2 separate regions of the Zea mays genome follow, and region 1 is linked to region 2. The links are chromatin contacts, called in public Hi-C maps. All regions are on one chromosome and are shown on one strand. The core of a region is the stretch at or near the end of the contact, and the rest is flanking DNA. Distances in the headings are between cores, read along the strand shown.

Region 1 (3,617 bases), core at 394-2,893, 130 kb after region 2:
TGCAGAAGGTGTTTTACGCTATAGTGGATAGCGCAGGCCATGCAGTCTTCGACTGCGTACAGCCTCAGGCTTCCACTTACGTGCCGCCTCATTAGCCATCATCGCATCACGCTCCGCTGGGTCGAGCGTCCACAGGATCACAACCCTTTGGTCCCATCACAACCCAGTCATAGAGAGAGAGAGAGATTTGGAGACGATTCATGCAGAGGAAGATGCCCGCGCATGTGGCAATGATCATTGGTGGGTCACTTTACCTCGAAGTCACCGGAGATCTCGTTTGTGATGGAGCAAAGGAGTTCCTCGTCGTAGGCCTCGGCGTAAGCGCGGTGGATGGCATGGCACTACGTGGCATCGTGGTGACCGAGGATGGAGATGATGGGCGCCTCATTCGTGCCTCCACCCTGCAAGCGAGGGGGGCAACAAACGCACCGTCAGACGGGAGGAACAATGGAGACGGTGGAGGTTGAGGGTGATGACGGCGGCGGATTATGTTAGAGCAGTTGGGGCGCGTGGGATGGTTGTGGTGGGGTCTCACAATATGGTCGCGGGTCGCGGTTGACCGAGTGGATGCGGTGGTAATGAGGGAGCGGGTCGTGGTGTAAACCATCGTAAACGTTTGTGTAACTAATCGTAAAATCTATTGATATCATGTTGGTGGTTCAGGGGGTGGTGCGTCTGGATTAGTGGGTCGATCGTTCGGATTAGATGACTAGGACTTTCTCTAGCTAGAGAGAGCCCAGGGCTACATATATATATATATATATATATATATATATATATATATATACCAGATGCAAACTCATTTCGTTGTGGCCTTTCACATTAATGAGCTACAGAACCACATCTATAAGGACACAAGTTACAACCGCTTGGTACTGATTGTAACTTCTGTCCATGTGGACCTATCGTTTATAAATGTGAGGGTTGCAATGGAATGAGTTTGCATCTACTATGCATAGTGGCGACGATGGGCTCTAAATTTTGACACTATAAAATGTTAGGATCGAGCCATATTTCTATTTATTTTTCAACTAAAACTAATTTAGGGCCCTAGCAATTTATGAATAAACATTTGAATTACGATCCATTACCACCCCTAATTATGCATAGACTTTGTTTCCCCATAAGGACTGGTTTGGTAGAAATCTTTTGTAGCAATCATATCCTTGATGGTGGACTCAAAAACGATGCACCACCATGTAGTACAAAATAGTGTTTTAAACGTCGTTGTTGCTGCTCCCGGTGCGGCCTATCTTTCAGATTATAAAGGGTTGCAGGAATTATGGTTTGCATCTGGGTTGTATGGGATTTTTTTCTGATTAGTGACAAGGAAATTAGATATGATTGAGAGGGAGAAAATGCCTTGTTAATGTCATTAAACCGGAATAGCCGAGAATTTCCTCCCATCAAATACTCTCACATTCCTTTGTCAAACCAGCACTAGAGAGATAACTAGCAGGTAGACGAAGGGAGTTGGAAATCAAAAGTAAACCCACCCGATCGCCGCCATAATTACCGTACGGTTCCTCCTCCTCGGCACCTCCCGTGTGCAAGTGGCAGGGCCAGACACGGCGGGGGCCCCGGCATTACTCCCCCGCCATAAATTCTCCGCCGCCGCACAAGGCAGAACGGAAGAGGTGTCCCCGCTCCGCGCCCAGCGGTAACCCCACCCAACCCCTGTGAGCTGTGACACAGCTGTACTCCTCTCCCCACTCCAGGCGCTCACACTCACATCCCCTTCCCTCCACAGGAATCCGCCGCCACAATCCCCTCCGCTCCACATTGTGGGATTGAGCCGAACACAAGCACCCTCCTCCCCGAAACCTCTTCTTTGCCCTGCTTTCGGTGGTATGGTGCGATGATGACTAGGGAGGCTGTGCTGTTGTCCCTCCTCTTCTGCCTCGCCGCTGCCGGCGAGGCAGTGTCACTGGTGAGCCAGGGCGAGGCGGCGGAGCTGGCGGTGTCGGTGGACCCGTCGTGGCGCTTCCCCAGCCAGCGGCTGCGGGACGCGTACTTGGCGCTGCAGACGTGGAAGCAGCAGGCCATCTTCTCCGACCCCAGGGGCTTCACCGCCGACTGGGTGGGCCCGGGGGTCTGCAACTACACTGGGGTCTTCTGCGCGCCGCTGCCGCGGGGGGTGCCGGGCGCCGGGGAGCTCTCCGTCGCGGGCGTCGACCTCAACCACGGCGACATCGCGGGCTACCTCCCGACGGAGCTCGGCCTCCTCGCCGACCTCTCGCTGCTCCACCTCAACTCCAACCGTTTCTGCGGCCTCGTGCCCGCCACGCTCCGCCGGCTCCGCCTCCTCGTCGAGCTCGACCTCAGCAACAACCGCCTCGTCGGGCCGTTCCCGGCCGTCGTTCTCGACCTCCCGGCGCTCAAGTTCCTCGACCTCCGCTTCAACGAATTCGAGGGCGCCATCCCGCCGGAGCTCTTCGACCGCCCGCTCGACGCCATCTTCCTCAACCACAACCGCCTCCGCTCGCCGCTCCCCGACAACTTGGGCAACTCGCCGGCCTCCGTCATCGTGCTCGCCGACAACAGCTTTGGCGGATGCCTCCCGGCCAGCATCGGCAACATGTCCGGCACGCTCAACGAGATCCTCCTCATCAACGACGGTCTCGACTCCTGCGTCCCGCCAGAGGTCGGCTTGCTCCGGGAGGTGACCGTCTTCGACGTTAGCTTCAACTCTCTCGTCGGCCCGCTGCCGCAGCAGGTGGCCGGGATGCGCAAGGTGGAGCAGCTGGACGTCGCGCACAACCGCCTGTCGGGGTCCGTCCCGGAGGCCATCTGCGACCTTCCGCGCCTCAAGAACCTCACCATCGCATACAACTTCTTCACCGGCGAGCCGCCGTCCTGCGCGCGCGTGGTGCCACGAGGCGGCGACACGAAGAATTGCCTACCCAGCCGCCCCGCGCAGCGCACGCCGCAGCAGTGCGCCGCGTTCTACTCGCAGCCGCCCGTCGACTGCGCCTCTTTCCAGTGCAAGCCGTTTGTCCCTGTTCCGCCATTGCCGCCGCCGCCGCCATCGTACCCCGGCCCCTTGCCACCGGTATACCCCATGCCGTACGCATCGCCTCCGCCACCTGCGCATTACCGATGATTCGCTGCGGGAGAGAAGCAATATCACTTTCACCTTAAATTCGCCACCGCCGCTGCGCTGGACAAAGTTCGCCGTCACAATTGTATGTGGTCAGTCATTGTTGTGCTTAGATTAGTAGTGTTCTTGATTGATAGCTACTGGCATATAGAAGTTTATTATTATAAGGTGCATATATCGTCCTTGCTTTTGCATTGGTCGTTCTCTGTTTTTCGCGTCGATCGGGGTTTGCGTCACGGTGATGGTGAAATAGATGGTCAGATGGAGGTGAAAAGGATTGGAGGGAACAATTTGAGTTTGGATTGATTGCTAATTGGCTGACTGCTTGAGAGAGAGGTCAGGATGACGAGGAGGATTGGTTGGTGACTTGGCGCCACCTTGGGCCTCGGATGTATAGGGGGAATTGAGCATAAGTTCTTCAGTTAAGCTACTGCTTTCAGTTGGGAGCCCGGAGATAAGTTTTCAGACCAAGGAATGTACCCCACTTAACTATTCTTTTTGCATTTTTATGTCTCAG
Region 2 (3,810 bases), core at 25-2,524:
CTGGTTTTTTAAAAACTGGGTTTTCCAAAAAGGGTCTAAGTTCATTACTCATATTGACTTTGGATGCTGAGAAAACAAATATATAATTGCTTTTTATAAACTATAGCAACACTGACACAGATTCATAGATCAAATGTGTTATCCTTGTATATACGTATGCATGTCAACATGTATAAACATCGATACAACTATATCAACCAAGAATCACCCAAATTGTTCAGTTGCATACTCATTACGACTTCGAATGCTAATAAACCAAGCTGTATTTTGCTTTCTTGGGTTTGTGAGTCATTCATTTGTCCAGCATAAAATGAATGGGTGAAACCTCTTCTTTTATGCACAGCTCCTGCCTCCTATCAAGGTTGGGGTTTTTTCCTTCAGGTTTCTTCATATGAACAAGTGACTTTATAACTCTTATTTGAACATACGCCTGATGAAAGTTTCATATTTCCGCAGTTCCAATTTGCAAACTACAGGAATTGTAATTATGGGAAACACTATAAAGAGATCCTTAAGGCTTCAACTGATAGATTAAAGAAAGGGTTTCTCAATTATATTGTTCTCAACAAGCCTGTAGAATGGATATGCTAAATGCTCTTCTTCTTTTATCAACTAATCTATTGACCTGCAGGGTTTCAAAAAAAATCTTTTTCATTTAGCATGTAAGTTATCATTACTATTCATCCTTCCTAATTGAAATCATTTTTTTGTCCTCATAGACAATTGTAGCTCACTTTATGCACAAAGACTAACTAAGCATGGCATATGCTCTTTTATTGCTAGACACACCTTTTGTTGAGGTGTTTTTTTAGTTTATATATATTATAATAATTTCCTTGCCAGTTATCACAGCATACTAAAAAACTATAGAGTTCTAATTCAGTATGAAGATAGCTCGAGCAGATTTCACTAAAGGCATAAGGTAAGCTACACACAATATCAATGTAAGATAGCGTTCACACTGCTCATGTTATATTATTTACGACCTAAACTACTCTACTACTTCAAACAATTATATATGTATATATACCTCTCTAAGCAATAAGATTTTGTATCTTATGTAAACACGTCAAGAAACGGGGGCTCGCGCGGACCGCGAGCACTTTACTAGTGAGTCGTGAAGAGCCCAGAACGTTCTATTGTGACCTGCTTCCTGCGAGCGCGGGCCGAACACGTCAGACGAAAGAATGAACAGAACCTGGGCCAACACGTCAGTCCGAAGAACGAACAGTATCTCTGGCAACTCCTAGAACGTTCACGGCCACACCGCCACACCCACACCACACAGCAGTGCAGCACGGCGCCCCGCCCCTCGTACTCGGTGAGATATATCCCCGCCTTCCCTCGCGAAAGCTCTCGTAGAGACGACGACGACGACGACGACGACGACGACGCGAGAAGTCGAGGCGCCGCTGCTTGCTAGGACCGAGCTTCAGGAAGTCTCCAACGGCCCCGGCGCCGGCACGGCCTGCCCCGCGCCGCCACAGGTACCATTCGATCTCTCCGCCTTCCGGTCTCTGCGTCCTCCCGGTCGACCTACATAATCATGCAGTTTTCTCTGCCTTCGGATTCTTTTTAGCGTTTTAAAACCGCGTTTTATATATGTTTTTTTAGATTTAGCCGAGGGTTGGGATTTGGGGGTTTCAGTGGTTTTAGGTCGGGTTTAGTGGCGCTTTTGGATTGAAAAATCGATTTCCTCTGTACATCATTTCTGTGGCCGAGGAGGACACGGTTGACGGTTTCACGGTTATATGCCAATAATTATTGTGATGCGGCTAGCGGACCTAACTGCTAGATCTGGCTGCTGTTTGCAGGGATTGATTGTGATCAGATCTATTCTGTAGTGGTCAGCGGCTGAGGGTGAACCGAAGATGAGCGTTGTGGGATTCGATCTCGGCAATGAGAGCTGCATTGTGGCAGTCGCGCGGCAGCGCGGCATCGACGTGGTCCTCAACGATGAGTCCAAACGCGAGACACCCGCCATCGTCTGCTTCGGGGACAAGCAGCGGTTCATCGGTACGGCGGGCGCCGCGTCCTCAACCATGAACCCCAAAAACTCCATTTCTCAGATCAAGCGCCTGCTCGGCCGCAAGTTCTCCGACCCCGAGCTCCAGAGTGATCTCGCGTCCTTCCCGTTCCGTGTCACGGAGGGCCCCGATGGATTTCCCTTGGTACATGTGCGGTTCCTGGGCGAGGAGCGGACGTTTACCCCCACCCAGCTGCTTGCCATGGTGCTGTCCAATCTGAAGGGCATTGCTGAGGGGAACCTTAAGACTGCGGTTGTTGATTGCTGCATTGGCATCCCTGTGTACTTCAGTGATTTGCAGCGCAGGGCTGTTCTTGATGCTGCTACTATTGCAGGCCTCACGCCGTTGCAGCTATTTCATGAGACAACTGCCACGGCATTGGCTTATGGCATTTATAAGACTGACCTCCCGGAGCATGACCAGCTAAACGTTGCATTTGTTGATGTCGGCCATGCTAGCTTGCAGGTCAGCATTGTCGGTTACAAGAAGGGACAGCTCAAGATGCTTTCGCATGCATATGACCGTTCTCTTGGTGGGAGGGACTTCGATGAGGCCCTCTTCAAGCACTTCGCGGCGAAGTTCAAAGAAGAATATAAGATTGATGTTTACCAGAATGCCCGTGCATGCCTTAGGTTGCGTGTGGCGTGTGAGAAGCTTAAGAAGATGCTGAGCGCCAACCCAGAGGCCCCACTGAACATTGAGTGCTTGATGGATGAGAAAGATGTGAGAGGGTTTATTAAGAGAGAGGAGTTTGAACACATCAGTGCACCTGTGCTGGTACGTGTCAAAGGACCCTTGGAGAAGGCCTTGGCTGAAGCTGGCTTGACAACTGAAAATGTGCACTTTGTTGAGGTTGTCGGATCTGGTTCTCGTGTTCCAGCCATAATCAAGATAATCACTGATTTTTTTGGGAAGGAGCCGAGACGAACCATGAATGCAAGCGAGTGTGTTGCGCGGGGCTGTGCTCTCCAGTGTGCTATTCTCAGCCCCACTTTCAAAGTGCGGGAATTCCAGGTATAATCTCATTTTTTTTCTTCCTATGTTGTTTTAAGCTATGGCAGGGTTAGATTATTCTAGTGCCGGTCTATATGATAGACTGTCGTCTATGCTCCGTTGAAACTAATGGGGATACTGCAATACTTGCATAACGACATACACATTATGGCTTGGAAAGCTGTTTGTTGCTGCCCACTCTGACTTGCTAATGTTTAGAAAAATGTGTGCCACTGGAACTACAAGTTCAAGAAAAATAGTTCAAATCACTTTCAGTGTCAAGAGTTGAATAGCCTTTCCTTATCACCTTCTTACTTTTGCTTTTGAGATCCGTTTGTTTTGTCTAGCTCTGTGTTACTTCTTCGTAGAATTAATACGAGTTCGAGATCTACTTGTGTCTAGCTCTGTGTTACCTTTTCCTGTAATTAATACTCAAGAGTTTGAAGACAGTATTAGGTGCCTTTATTGTCATTACACAGTGACACACAATTGGCCACACATTGGTGAAATGGGTGTTTAGTGGAGTAGACTCATTTATATACTTGTTCAGTTTGGTTGGCAACACTAGCTACCTTCCTAGTAAGTGCAAATTGGCCATAGTGTCTAATATTTACTATATTAATGCGCATGGTCTGTTTTTTTTCGTTCTGATATCTGACAAGGAAATCTCTTTTCATCGCTCAGTCATCTATCTGGTCAAATATTTTTTTTGCTGGTGCTAATATCCAACAAGAACTATTGATTTCTCAGTCACCTGTTTGTTCAAAATTTTATCGATAAGGTTTTCTGA

The links. A called contact is a pair of places that touch in the nucleus more often than the background predicts.
Region 1: a contact with region 2 is called in a Hi-C map of leaf, with 4 times the contacts expected there. The contact joins the promoter of LOC100192830 here to the promoter of LOC100285213 in region 2. A contact is called at or near these places in 4 of 25 Hi-C or Micro-C datasets (ear, leaf and tassel).

Annotation. Positions count from the first base shown.
Region 1 is chr8:92,058,980-92,062,596 of Zm-B73-REFERENCE-NAM-5.0, forward strand. LOC100192830 (leucine-rich repeat (LRR) family protein) reads left to right here and starts at 1,644. Exons shown (of 1, transcript NM_001138021.1): 1 at 1,644-3,617. The coding sequence starts at 1,859. The coding sequence ends at 3,103.
Region 2 is chr8:91,926,184-91,929,993 of Zm-B73-REFERENCE-NAM-5.0, forward strand. LOC100285213 (heat shock 70 kDa protein 4) reads left to right here and starts at 1,275. Exons shown (of 10, transcript NM_001158107.1): 1 at 1,275-1,487; 2 at 1,815-3,041. The coding sequence starts at 1,872.